2 separate regions of the Pan troglodytes genome follow, and region 2 is linked to region 1. A link is a contact called in public Hi-C data. All regions are on one chromosome and are shown on one strand. Each heading gives the region's core, a stretch centred on a gene start, on an enhancer-like site or on the middle of the called end of the contact. The rest is flanking DNA. Distances are from core to core; before and after follow the strand shown.

Region 1 (2,608 bases), core at 53-2,552:
GTTTGATGTTACCTCCGGAAGACTTTTAAGTGAATGGCGATGGGCTAAATTAATTATGTTAATTCCAAGGCAGATGGCTGGACCTGGTAGCACACGCCTGAATCTTAACACTTTGGGAGCCCGAGGTGGAAGTATTGCTTGAGCTCAGGAGTTCAAGACCACCATGGGCAATATAATATAGTGAGACCTTTTCTCTACAAAATGTCAAAAAATAGCTGGGCTATGGTGATGCATGCTTGTAGACCCAACTACTTGGGAGGCTGAGGCAAGAGGATTGGTTGAGCCTGGGAGGTTGAGACTGTAATGAGCTCTCATTGCGCCACTGTACTCCAGCCTGGGCGACAGAGTGAGACCCTGTCAAAAAAAAAAAAAAATCCAAGGCAGTAGTGTAAATGCTTCTCTGCTTTGTTTCTTTTGTTGGATTATGTTGAACAGGATTACTTGCCCAACCAAACTCACCTGACAAGATTATACCACGAACAGAGATGATATAATAGCTCAAATAATACAATGTAAACAATATAAAATCACAATGTTTCTGACCTTATTAAATTTAAGTTTAAATCCTTCTCCAAAATCAAGTCAATCTCTTGATCTCGCAAAATAACAATTCTGATAAATTACTTCTACTTTTTCTTTCAGAGAAAAAAAGTATATAAATGCTGCTTCGCTCCTTTAGTTGTTTTTTTTTTCTGTGTCACCTCAATCAAGGCATCTCACTTCAATGTCTGGGGAAAGACTGGATATCTTTTTCAGAAACTGTAGCTTGCACTTTCTCCTGTAGCTCCAAACTGGGATTATCTTTTCAGCCCCAAGCATTTCAAGAATACATTTCCAAAGGTCTAAAGAGTGTCTAGTGCATATGAGAATACCACATCGCAAACATTAGCAGTACCCCTCTTCCACCATGGAGTCAGTTTATAATCTAACTATCAGTAGAGATGGCTCAGCCTTTTTAGGGTACGGCAGCATTTACCTTAGTATAGTCCTGTTTATAGCATTCCATTTAATGTTCCACCCCCTCTGGAAATGTGGCCCAGTTAACTTACTTGAACCTAATCAAATTTCCACTAGGCAGCATACTCCACTTTTTGTTCTTCTATTAATCCAATAATTAAGAATGGTTTAGTCAGTAATGCCCATTTATCTGTATTTGTTAGTATTATATACTATTTATATATACAGTAAACTTTTATTTTTCCTGTAGTTCATTCAACTTTGTGTGGAGGGAAACCAGTCCTTTCCTTACCCTATTGACTGCAGTTTCATCAAGGAAGAAAGTGAATTCTCTCACTCTTGCTGAATGGCAAGAAAATTCATGTGCTTATGGCTACTTGCTGAGAGAGTATTGTTCTACACAGCACTAACCAGAATACATTTGAATGATAAATCAAAGATCCCTGTATTGTTAGATCTCTTTTAGGCCATTCTTTTGGTATAAACTTCTCAACCATGTTCTTTTCTTACAGTCCCAGAGTCTTAAACCCTTTTGGATTTCTAAATATTTCGGAAATTTGAAAGCAATGTATAGAGGACCTCTGCTCATCTTGTCTTTCATACAAATGTAGCAATTTGGATAAATCTAATCAAGATCCAGTGTTTTATTTTTAGTTTCAACTTAACTTTTTTGGTTATTTTTCAAATATGCACAAAAATAGAAGAAATAATATACTAAACCTCTAAGTACACGTCTCCCGGCTCAATAATCTTCAGTATTTTTTTCAAACTTATTTCATCAATTCTTCTACTTTTCTATTGTTTGCTTTACCAGATTTAAAGTACATTTCAGATATTATATCATTTCTTCTATAAATAATGAAGTCCACTTGAACATCATCAGCTTAAGAACGTGGTTAAGAGTTACTGGCATGTCAGAAAAGGTGACCTACCAGCAAATAATTTTTTTTTAACTTAACTGCCTTTTAGATGATCTCTCTGACCTGTTAGGCTGCACATTCAATATTATCTTGATTCTTAAAAAGTGATATTATTCTTGTTTCTACAAAGAAAAAAAATTGACTATATAAGAAGCAACAAAGCTTCTCTTATAACCCCCTCAGAATTAAACTCCTGAATTAACAGTAGGAAGCTCATGGTTCAGACAGACTTTTTTAGTCTTTTAATTATCCTGTCAACTTTCTGTTGTATATGATTATGGGAATGATGACTGGCTGTCTGTAAATTAGGCGGGGTATAATAGATATGACTAGGAGTTAAATGAAAAATTTTTAGCTAACTAAATTTTACTTTGGTTGCATTTCAGAGAAATTTCATATATATATATCTCTCCTCCTTAGTTTCCCTTAATGTTAAGTATTTAATGTGCTGTTCTAATTCAGAAATTTTTCAGATTGTGCTTCTAGAGGAAAAATCCCATCTCCTTTATTCTCAAATGATCCTTTAACTTTAAATAAAATAATGGAGAAACTTCTGTTGCACTTAAAAAAAGAGGTATGCCTAAGAATGATCATGCATGCTTTGAGCCTGTCAACTGTACTGTATTTATCTTTGTGTAATACAAGAAACTCTATGTTAAAATAGTGAACAAAAATTACATGCCAGATAATTTATTTCACATAGCAGTTTAATTTGTGAAATGTCCTAGCTA
Region 2 (2,608 bases), core at 79-2,578, 860 kb before region 1:
CCCAGGCTGGTCTTGAACTCATGTGCTCAAGCCATCCACCCGCCATGGCCTTCCAAAGTGCTGGGATTACAGGTGTGAGCCACAACGCCCAGTCTAGAAAGATAATTTCTTTAATAGTGTGAAGCATGAACTGTTTCATTGTAGCTGCCAAACCATGTCACTCTGCAGTGTTTCAGGTGGGTTTACTTACAGGTGAGGAGACCATATGGAGCCACCCACTCTTACCTCTGGTAAGGTTTGATTAAATTTCTGATTTCCTTAGCCAACTATACAGAATCTCTCTCTGAGGGAGAAGTGGACAGGAGAAAAATAGGAGGAAGCAAGGGAGTGGGCTGCTGGGCGTGTTGGGCTTGAGAATGAGTAAGGGGTGGTGATAGGGAGGACTCAGAGTCGGAGGCGGGATGGTTGGAGAGAGGGGGAAGAGAGAGGTAGAGTGGAGCAGAGGCATATGGTGGGGGGTCATGCTGTTCGGCGGAGGATTAGGATGTTGTGGAGGAGGGGAGAAATCGGCCAGATCAAAGGAGAAGTCGTCGGCTAGGGCTGTTGGGGTGAGGGAAACAGGAGGTGAGTCTGGTTTGGAGCGGGTGAGGAGAATTTGGAAAGTAGAACGAGACTGACAGAGGGAAGGGCAGTTACAGTGAGTGAAGAAAGCCTGAACATAAGGAATCTCAGACCATTTCCTATTGCTATGGCAAAAGTTGTAAAGTCCCGTTTCAGGCTATTGGGAGCCATTGTCCAATTGGTATTGGGGCGATGCAGTATTGCAGTGAAAGATAAGCCTCTTAGATCTCTGAACGGAGGCCGAGAGCATTGAGATCACGGAATGGAGGAGCGGTGGGTAGAGGAAGAAGAGACTGTCGGTGACGAAGACTACAGGAGAGGGCGTCCCTTTTCCCATGGAGCTTGTCTGGAATAGAGGAGGTAACTGCTGTGTCAGGTGTCCCTCAAACAGAGGAACCAGAGGCGTGGAGGCCGGAGGAAGCCCTTGGCCGAGTGCTGGGTCTTTCAGAAATGGAGAGACAGACGGTCAAGGGTTCCGGGGGCAAGGCAACAGTCTCTTCACTCACCCTGGTGGAGGCTTTGATGCGTTGATGGTGGATGAAGTCACTAGCAATGGGAGAGTGTAGGAGATTCTCTGGGTCTTTGGCAGGTTTGGGGAAAGGGAGATTGGCAGGGAGAGGGGTGTTAGGGGAGGGAGGGAGGGGGAGAGAGAGAGAGTGAGAGTGAGTGCCTGCCAGAGTCTATCTGCTTCCTGGGTTTCGGCACCGTAATGTAAGGTTAGCAGAGAGAAAGGACGAGAGGGAGACCTGAGGTCAGGCGAGGAAGTTTACTAACCTGCCGGCTGCTCCATCACAGACAGAGGAGGCAGCACCAAGCTTATGGAATGAGGGGTTTATATTGGGGAGGGGAGTTTGAGGGAGTTCTTTGATATGGCTGCATCCCGGGGTTGTTTGCTGGTTAATTTTGCCACATGTCACCTTGTGATGTTTATTACAGGAGGGTGTAGGTAACGTTTGTTTATGCTTCCTACGACCTCCCCCTGTGGGGTCTGGATGGTTTGTAATTGGGGTTTGCTTATCGCAGCAAGGTCTGATAAGTGAAGTCTGCTGGCTTCACCGTGGTGCCTAGACAAGGGCTTAGAAATGTAGAGAGGTTTGGGGGAAGGGTGGGCAGCACCAAGAAGCTTTCTTGGGGCAGTTTGTCCTTAACAGTAGGACTTGCCTGCTGTCTCATTTTAATGTCTCTCTGGGCCTCATAATTTAAAAGGACTCACATTCCTCAAAGTTATTTTCTTTTCTCAGTATTACTATTTTAAAATCTTGCTATGTGGTAAAGTGTTAGTTACATTATTCTTTCAGGAAAATTATTTACATTAGGGATGTGTATTTAGATCCACTGACAATATATTACAAGAGTCCTGGACAGCTTAAAGGCAATGCCAATTGCAGAGTTAGTGTTTTTTTTTGTTTTTGTTTTTGTTTTTGTTTTTGAGACGGACTCTTGCTCTTTTGCCCAGGCTGGAGTGCTGTGGCACGATCTCAGCTCACTGCAACCTCTGCCTCCTGGGTTCCCGCTATTCTCCTGCCTCAGCCTCCCGAGTAGCTGGGACTACAGATCCCTGCCACCACGCCTGGCTAATTTTTTGTATTTTTTAGTAGAGATGGGGTTTCACTGTGTTAGCCAGAATGGTCTCCATCTCCTGACCTTGTGATCTACCTGCCTCGGCCTCCTGAAGTGTTGGGATTACAGGCGTGAGCCACTGCGTCTGGCGAGTTAGTGTTTTTTAAATTAAACATATTAATTTGCGTAAATAGTGTACAAGTAAGACTGTCCCCTTTATGAGGTTAGATTTTAGTTATTTGTCTTTGAGAGCCATATCCAGCTACAGTGGAATATACTTTCAGACATAGTGATGATAATCTGTCAAAAGACAAAATTACAACTAATTTGGTTTAAAGATCTTAAGAAAAATAGAATCTTGGAACCCCAAACTCACTGTGCAAAAGGGAAAGTTAAACTTGGGATCTGAGGCATCATACAGTTTTCCTTTTGTTGCCAAATCAATAGCTATAATATCACAACCCCATGTCATAGCCTCATTTCTTCT

The links. Hi-C and Micro-C count contacts between places; a contact is called where the count stands out from the background.
Region 2: a Hi-C map of induced pluripotent stem cells shows a contact between it and region 1, with 2.0 times the contacts expected there. The contact joins two enhancer-like sites. A contact is called at or near these places in 2 of 7 Hi-C or Micro-C datasets (induced pluripotent stem cells and stem cell-derived neural progenitor cells).

The regions. Positions count from the first base shown.
Region 1 is chr12:59,934,540-59,937,147 of NHGRI_mPanTro3-v2.0_pri, reverse strand. All of the region lies in intron 5 of EHBP1 (EH domain binding protein 1), which reads left to right. Among named protein-coding and RNA genes, the nearest start is that of EHBP1, 110 kb to the left of the region's middle. Within about 2 kb of position 1,302, at least 1 of the 24 cell types and tissues checked has an H3K27ac peak or open chromatin away from gene starts, as enhancers often do. A contact at or near this core is called in induced pluripotent stem cells, where this site is marked.
Region 2 is chr12:60,790,266-60,792,873 of NHGRI_mPanTro3-v2.0_pri, reverse strand. The region is part of intron 1 of COMMD1 (copper metabolism domain containing 1); the gene reads left to right. Among named protein-coding and RNA genes, the nearest start is that of COMMD1, 37 kb to the left of the region's middle. Within about 2 kb of position 1,328, at least 3 of the 24 cell types and tissues checked have an H3K27ac peak or open chromatin away from gene starts, as enhancers often do. A contact at or near this core is called in induced pluripotent stem cells, where this site is marked.